Regions from separate parts of the Zea mays genome. Here region 1 is linked to region 2. The links are chromatin contacts, called in public Hi-C maps. All regions are on one chromosome and are shown on one strand. The core of a region is the stretch at or near the end of the contact, and the rest is flanking DNA. Distances in the headings are between cores, read along the strand shown.

Region 1 (4,111 bases), core at 1,576-4,075, 200 kb before region 2:
ATGAATGTTAGAAGTGCATGCAAGGTGCATAAATGGTGTACACAATAACAACAAAATGTTTAAAGGGGAAAAATTAGGTTTGCCCTATATCATGCAGCCAGTCTATCAAAAAAAAAAACTCGACCTGCGGGGTAAGATAACCCCGGGCATCATATTAAGATCTTAATATGGGATTTTTTTACCTCCAGCCTAAAAGTCAAACTCAAGATCTGAGGGATGCTACTCAGACCCATGGTTATTAAAACGGTAAAACGTTAAAACGTTATGAACCAACTTTTCAACGTTTAAATGTTTAAACGAACGTTGAAACGTCTTTTCAGACTTGTTATAGAATTTAACCGGCAGACAATGCCTCGCTATTTGTTGCCATTCAAATTCACTGTCACCAAATAGAGATTGATTCAACAAATTAACTGTCAGCAGAACTGGGCACTGGTGGCGGCGGCTATGGGCACTGGCGGTGGCTATGGACTGGGCACTGTCAGCACTCAGCACTGTCAACAAACAAATTAATTCACTGTCAGCACTCAGCAGAAGCAGAACTGGGCACTGGCGGCGGCTATGGGCACTGGGAGCTGTGGGCGGAGGTAAGAGGGAGGAGGGAGGAAGGGGGGCCGGCGACCGGCGGCATACCTGGCGGCTATGGAGTCTCTGGACGACGGTAGCGCCGTAGCGGGCAGCGCAGAGGACGTCGGCTGGGCGGCTGAAGACGGCTGTGGAGGCTTAGAATTTAGGGTTTGAGGAATGAGGACAGCTAAAGGCCCAGGAAGGCCCATTAACATCTAGAACGTCCAGAAAACGTCCAAAACGCCGTAAAACGTCCAAAACGCCATAGAACGTCAGTAAAACGTCCAAAACGGACGCTCTAACCCTTTTTCATAAAACGTGCGGACGTTCTAATCCTTAATCGTGTTTTACCGTTTAAGCGACGCTTCAATAACAATGCTCAGACCACCTAACCAACTTGGCTAAAGGCCCTATGGCTGCAGCCAGTCTATCAAGTATCAAGAATGAACCTCTAACTTGCAGAGCTGCCATTACAAGACAAAACTCAGGATATAACTTCAGTAGCGCCATCGTGGCACATGGGCACCAAGGCCAACTGAAAATCAAACCACCACACAATTAATGATGATGATGAATCGCTAATTTGCAGAACTATCCAAAAGCATATGACTAACTTCATTTTGGTTTTATATTAAGCCAAATAAAAACAAAACTTGCTAACGAATTTGGCTCCTTCAAAACTAAAAAAAATACTAGGAAATCACAGTACAAAGTCCATAAAATTACAGTAGAAAGACCACATAAACATGTATTGTTAAGAACCAAAGGAAACAACTCAAATATATTACCACCCTTTTTAGTCCACTATACATTTCTACTTATCTAGCTAGATGGGATTTCAGAACTAGAACACCGCCCTTCATAGATGCTAATGAAGTAATGATAAAGATGTTCATACCAAAATGTAAAGAAGTTGCAAGAATGAATTATGAAGATGGCAAACCTTAGAAGAGATCCTTCACAGCACTAGTTACCAGAACATGTCTTAGCACTTTCTCTTTCTCTTTCCCTTTGTCATGTCGTCAAGGAGCTCCCACTGGTGTTTTCCAGCGCAGCTAGAAGCATAAGCAGCAGCAAGACCTGGGACACTCATCTCGTGAGGGTGCACAAGTTTATCCAGAAGATTATCATTGCCCATCGATGCAATAGTTAGGAAGCTTAAACTAGAACTCATCAATCCCCTGTTCTTGAGAAATTTCATCAAGTAATACCGCGGCAACAACCGACGCTCCACACTATGCAATAGCAGCACTGGCCGATACACAATGACTGCCATCTGCAACCCAACAACACCCATTAGAAAATCCAACTTTTTATGAACCCTTTCCGGAGTTAAGCTCAGGATATTCGGCGCCTTCCTCACTGCTGATGCTATATCATCCCTCGACCACCCAAGCTTCTCAAACAGCTGTATATTACTGTCGAGCTTCTCACGGTTCAAGATCGCAAACCTCATGAACGCGAAAGGGAAAACCCACGATCCCTGCTGGATTCCAAACTCTGAAACGCGTGCCAGAGTTTCCTGGAGGTGCTCAGTGCTCCTGACAAGTATCCGGGACAGGAAAGTGTTGGGAATATCGGAAATCTCCATCCCGCATCGCTGAAGGAGGGCCAGGTTGGGCATGGCAACCTTCTCGAGGTTGACGCTGAGGAGGTTGCCGTTCATCTTGACGAACCGCAAGAGCTCGTCGAAGGAGCCGAAGAGCCCAAGCCAGAATTCAAAATTGCGGAGGAACGAGGGGCTGCGGAACCGGATCTGGGCGGCGATGACTACCTGGCCGACCTGGTGGCTTGACAGGCCGAGGCTGCGGAGCTCGGCGACGCGGAGAGACAGGGTCTTCCCCACGTCGGTGCAAAGGAGTCTGGGATCATTGGCGATGACGGTTGTGAGGTCGGTGCCGGAGATGTCGAGGCCCGCCAGGAAGGCGAGGACGACGTCGGGCTTCGAGGGAGACCTGAGGTCGAGGATCCTTTTGATTTTGGATGCCTTGAGGACCTGCTCCCTGGAGAGACCGCATCTGGCGACGAGGTAGTCGGCGACCGTGAAAGGGTTGCTCGCGGTGGTGGCGGCGGAACCGGAGAGGAGGCGATGGAGGGGGGTGATGCAGGAAGAGGAGCGGCGGGACGAGAAGAGTAGATGTGGAAGAATGCAATTTCGAAGGCGGAACATAGCGTCGGGAGCGACCGGCGGGCGGCGCCGGGAGGGATTGTGGTGAGATTGCGCCTTCAGCCTTGCAACTCCACAACCGAAGCATCAAATTTGGGCCGTAGCCTCTCATCCAGATTTCAGCACTTTTCATCACGCTCCAACCCAAACTCTCATTTCAACTGTCCCACAAATTTCAAATACAGAAGTGTGGCTGACCAACCAACATGTTTGGTTCAGCTTTTTCTGAAAGATTTTTTTTAGAATATGAATTTATACATAATCCAGCTGTTCTAAATATTACAGAATTTACGTGTAGAGAAAGATAAAGGGTTTCATATATATTGATCACTTAATTTTGATCCCTTAAAGGTATCAAAAGACAAGACAACATAATTAGATCAAGCTTCATCTCTATTCTTTTAATCTCTCATTCTCATGGAGAAGGTTTGAATAAAATGATGAAGATGAAAAAGCGAGTAAATAAAATGTAAAGAATATTGAAGTTAAATGAAGTACAAGTCAAAGATATGACACATAATTCAACCTTAAAAGATACTACTTTCTTTCCCTTCTTCTATACTTAACAAAAGTCTACATGAATACCTTAGGCTTTGTAATATTACAAGAAGAAGGTAAAGAAAGTACAACTTCGTAGTTAGAGCAGTGAATTCCTTTCTAACAAAAATCGTGTACAATGCATGACAATGTTCCTATATTTATAAGCGTGGGGTATAGCTTCGGCGAAATTACAATCGTGCTCTCAATCTTATACATTTAAGCTATCAGATACATTGAGGGTAATGTTATCTTTTCCTTTTACTGTCTTGATCAATAAGTGTTGAACACTTTTCATAATCTTACTCGGCTTCGTCACTCATGCACGCACATTATTTGTCCAAAGTTGTTGTCTTCGTGTCTGCGTCTATTAGCAGTTTTAGCTGAAGCTAACCTTCGTCATTGCTCATGTAGCATATGAAACAAGCTAAAAATATTTGTTGAGTTAGTGTTTTGAGGACCTTCGAAAGAAGAAGGCCCCCAACAGTAGCCCCTAGTGGTGCTAGTTTGTTTTTCATAACGAGTTTAAACAACGAAATAAACGAAGACTTCGTGCCGAAGGTCCAAAAATACCTTCCCGAGGTTAGTGACAAAGCGTTGAAACTTATCATGCTCTTCATTAGGGTCATGATGAAGCTTCTTATGATTGTCGTGAGTTCACCGAAAGTGGGCGCCAATGTTGGTCACTTGATTTTGATCCCTTAAAGGTATCAAATGACAAGGTAACACAATTAGATCAAGCTTCATCTTCACCCTTTTAATCTCTCATTCTCATGGAGAAAGTTTGAGTAAAAGGATGAAGATGAAAAAGCGAGTAAATAAAACATAAAGAATATTGAA
Region 2 (4,773 bases), core at 2,051-4,550:
CTACTCAAATAGCATGTTTGAAATGTGAGTCATAGTAGCAGGGGTCATATAGTGCACATATGCTTGGATTGGTAGCAATCTTACCGCATGTGATTATTGTCAAATCAGCAGGTAAGGCAGAAGAAACGGATAAACGCATAAACATCATCTTTGCCCTTCCTTGCATCCAAAGCAACTAAAGGGAATTTTCGTGACATTCAACATTCTTCATGTCCAGCAATGATAGATCGACAGTTCCGTGGCTGGCAGGGCGACTCTCTCCTGCACCAGACATTTTTACGCCGATGTTGATCACTGTCAAGGAGATGCACCTAGGGTCCGAGGTTGGCAGCTAGCTGAAGCCTCACGACGAGTCCGACCACCATAGTGGCGTCTGACAAAAAACTTGTCACCGTGCACTTGTACATGCTACAAGTATAGGTTCGAGGAATGCACTAGATTCGGAATTTCATATCCCAGTGACGCATTGGCGTTCGCTTCTTGTCTGTCTGCCAAGAACCGCACATGACATGGTCTTTGCTTTCACTCTTTTACTAGGGGTTATTCTATTCGAAAATCTCCTTCCAAAATTGTACATGAGGTTTTCATCTCATACAACTTCTCCCTTCTATACATAGTACTAAGCGAAAGCTACCAACATACTCTTAGGCAAGAAAAAATCGTAGAAACCCGTAGACATTGCTCGTGTCGTGGTCACAAAGAAATTCAAATGCTACCAATGCACGATCACCTTACTATATCTTTCAAAATATGTAAACATCCACTTTTAGTGACGCTAAAAAAGTATAGAATAACAATTAATGTTTTTGTATATCAATGTATGTTATCATATTGATTTTGTAGCAACGCACATACATATACCTAGTAATTTATATAAGTTTTGATTAGCTAGAATGATTCCAGATGCATTCCTCGATAAACGAATAAAGCCTCACTCCCTTGTGCATCCAAGGGATGGGAGGTTGCTTTGTATCTCCTGCCCATAGCCACTCTCCACCTCTACTTAGGGTAGTTCCGGTCCTAACTTTGAATGAGTATGACTTATTGGTATGCTTAAAAGCATCAAGGGACCCACCTAGATGATCTGTTCGATCTTAAGTAAAATGCAATGTATATTTCTATTTCCACCACATTTTATTCGGGTTCATGAATTCTAGAAGCAATCGATCAAATTAGTTCTTCAACAGGTTCATTTTAAGTTTACTTTAGGTCAAAACACAGACATGAATTCAGACTTCAATCGAATTACTTAGAAACCGAAGAAACTAGGCAATCATTTTGAGGGCAGACTAAATAAGAATGTGAAAAAAAGTTTAAGGGTCTATTTTGTATTTCACTCCTTGATTTTCTATTGCCCATGGTTTTCCTGTTTCTCCTCTCTCCCCATCTCTCTTCTACAATTTAGTATTTAGCCTTCTGGTAAAGTGTTATTATAGTTGCTCTAACTGTATATTTGTAGATGAAAAAATGCAGAAGCCATATTCCAAACGTTGGGCTTCTCACGAGCTTCCGCTGGGAGCGTTTGTGAGACTCTCTCCAACCGACGCTCTAAAACATCCTCTAACCTAATTCTCTACGCACCCAGCAATATCCTCTACATGATTCTCTAAATTTAGAGGAGACTTTTAGATTATTTCTATCCATTTTAGTATTTTAAACAACAGATTTAGTAAAACTAAAATATGTATAATATGTCTGATAATATGATCAATACATATATATAAAAACTAAAACTAAAACATGTCTAATATGAGTATTTATATATAGATGACGAGATGTAGAAGCCACTACCGAAGAAAAAGAGATATATGACTTATTCGCTGCGGCTTGTTGTGGCTTTAATCTAGTCACGACTGTGGTTTCTACATTATTTTATCTCTATGAATTGTAGATGTAGCAGTTCGAACTGCCAGCCTACCGAACGATAGAGGAGAGAATCTTTTATAGCTATATAAAGAACATGAATATAATATAGATACAGTATGAACGCATAAGCCTTAGTGCCGCTGGACCGAGACCGCCTTCCGAGTCCGCCTAGCTGTGGCCTGCGACTGTGGGCTGTGGCCGTGGCGCCCCTCCCCTCGTCGCCGTCCACATCCACTTCCACGCTTGCGGATAGGGATGGCAGTGGATCGAATTATGTTCGGGTATAGTAATACCCGACCCGATGTTGTACCCGAGTCTTCTACAAATATCCATACCCACCAAGCCAATTGGACGAGGAACTGTACCCGTATCCGTACCCACCAGGTATCCATCGAGTATAGGGTATCCGATGGATATGTTTTTAGACTAAATAACATTTAATTATTGTTATAATAAATGTTAAAATAATTTAGTTTTCATCTAAATAACTAGACAATATTTGACTAACCGGAGGATACTTGGAGAAAAAGGGACACAAAGGGAAGCTGGAAGGATCATCAGAGGGCGCAGTCAGGGTCACGGGTAACCGGAGATTGAGCGCGAGACGCCGGAGTCGGAGGAAGCTTGGGCGGGCTGGGGCGTGGGGCGGCGCATATAGATCCTCGGCTGGGTTGGCCAACGTGGTTGCGCACTCGCACAATGTCGAATCATGGGCGGGGTGCGGTGGTATGACGAGGTTGCTCACTTGAGCTTGTCTACTTGTGCCCGATGGCGGCCAGAGCTGGTACTCGAGAGGACATGAGAGATGAATGGAATTAGGGATAGTGTGGCGGGGTGTGAGTTATGATTTTTTGGCTCCGTCTTTTCATGGGCTTTAAATTTTAGTAAATATAACACATTTAAGAAGATATATTGATATTTCGGGTATTCACCGGATAACCGCGGGTAAAATATTATATCTGTATCCTATCCGATGTATTTCGGGTATCCGACCCGACAGGACCGACAGGTGATTTTTTCTACCCATATCCATATCCATCGGGTACGAAACCCACGGGTCTAACTGCCAGACAATGACTGCTATGCAAGCAGTCCTTCTGTGTAAGCGTGCAAGCAAACCATTTGATTCATTAGATCGTGATCCAACCGTAGGTCACATTTAACACTTAAACCCTTGCACTACCAGCTCAATAATCTTTATAAAAAAATTTAACAAACTATGATAATATCTGCGGTTGGATCGTAATATAATGAATCAAATGTTTTATTTGCACACTTGCACAGAAGGACTGGTTGCATAACAGTCGTTGCCCCTACTTGCGGAGCCGCCGTATCGCGGCTCTTCGACTGGTTGACTGGCGGCGTTCTGTTTGGGGTCGGCCCGCTTCGCTACATGGGCTCATTTAGCAGCGGAGCCCTTTTCAGGCCTATCCAGTATCGACGCCCTTCTAAAACCCTAACTCCCTCTGTGTCCTCGACGCCGCCAAGCCATCCTCCCTCTGGAGTACCGACCGACTCTCCACCTCAGGACCGCAAGCTACTTCCTCCGCCTCGACAGGCGTCGGCGAGATGGTGAAGAGAAGCAAGAAGAGCAAGAGCAAGCGCGTCACGCTGCGGCAGAAGCACAAGGTGCTGCGCAAGGTGAAGGAGCACCACCGCAAGAAGCGCAAGGAGGCCAAGAAGGAGGGCAAGGCCGGCCAGCGGAAGAAGGTCGAGAAGGACCCCGGGATCCCCAACGAGTGGCCCTTCAAGGAGCAGGAGCTCAAGGCGCTCGAGGCCCGACGCGCGCAGGCGCTCCAGGAGCTCGAGCTCAAGAAGGAGGCGCGCAAGGAGAGGGTATGTCATGTCTGGCCGTCTGTTATCGTTGGTGCTATCCCTGCTGTTAGTTTGTGTCCGGAGCAAATAGTATTTCAGTCTTACAGCCGAATCAATCTTCATTCCGCAAGCCTAATTCACCTCCATGCCCCGTCAGTTCCATTGTGAGATTAACTTTCTTAGATGATTCCCTATATTGGTAGTGTACATAGTAACCATTAGGAATGCAAATGGGGCGGCGTGCAGTGTTATGCTCAGAGTTCAAAGTTATGGTAAATGAACTTGTTGTTTTTCAGTAGTCGATAAACACATTCCACGTTCAGCACAAGTTCCAGGTTTGGTGCGTATTGGGAAAAAGTTATGCTATAGGCTATTGTTGAACAAACTAACACCCTCTCACTCTAATAAATTGGTCAATGTTGATCATCCTTGACACAATCTAGTCATGGTCAGAGAAAGCCATGCAGTGAAGGAAGAAGTGGTTTATTTGTCATGAAAGCCTTGCTCTAACTGAAAGTTAAACAGAAGAGGGGTTGCTAATTATAAGCTAATTGAAGCAGAACATACATTTATTTGGATTGAGCCTGGTCAGCCATGTAGAGCAGAGTCCGTGACGGGTTCTCTCGAATGGAGTAGTCCATGCTACAATGCTAATAGTTAAATGGATTTGATTTGGATGTAGCAATGGGGATGATGAGACGGAAAACAGGCTCTTTCTTCAGTGTCTGCCAATGGAGTAAGACATGTGCCTAATCTTGCTTATTTAACTCCTCTAATGGTGTAGTTATTAAATATAAAGTAACACATAACTAAATCATAAGCAGGCACATGTGCACTCAGTCTAATCAATTGAGTTGACAAGATCTGCATTCTTAGTGATTACCTCTAGCTTCAAGTTTCTTTTGATTTGCTCAAACTGTTACTGATTGCTAATAATTGAGGACTAATCGCCACTTGCTTGGACATGATTGAGCTTGCTGGTGGATTGGGAAAGCAGCGGAGGAGTTCTTCGGCAACTTTGTCTCAGGGAGGCTCACAACTCAACGGAGAGAATGAGGCCAAAGGTGGAAGAGCCGGGGCTGGGAGTGGGAG

What was found. Hi-C and Micro-C count contacts between places; a contact is called where the count stands out from the background.
Region 1: a contact with region 2 is called in a Hi-C map of ear, with 3 times the contacts expected there. The contact joins the promoter of LOC100193811 here to the promoter of LOC100275579 in region 2. A contact is called at or near these places in 11 of 25 Hi-C or Micro-C datasets (bundle sheath, ear, endosperm and 4 more).

The regions. Positions count from the first base shown.
Region 1 is chr1:253,905,564-253,909,674 of Zm-B73-REFERENCE-NAM-5.0, reverse strand. It overlaps LOC100193811, which reads right to left and starts at 2,825. Exons shown (of 2, transcript NM_001369652.1): 1 at 1,511-2,825. The coding sequence starts at 2,737. The coding sequence ends at 1,553.
Region 2 is chr1:253,708,102-253,712,874 of Zm-B73-REFERENCE-NAM-5.0, reverse strand. It overlaps LOC100275579, which reads left to right and starts at 3,300. Exons shown (of 8, transcript NM_001349681.1): 1 at 3,300-3,702. The coding sequence starts at 3,436.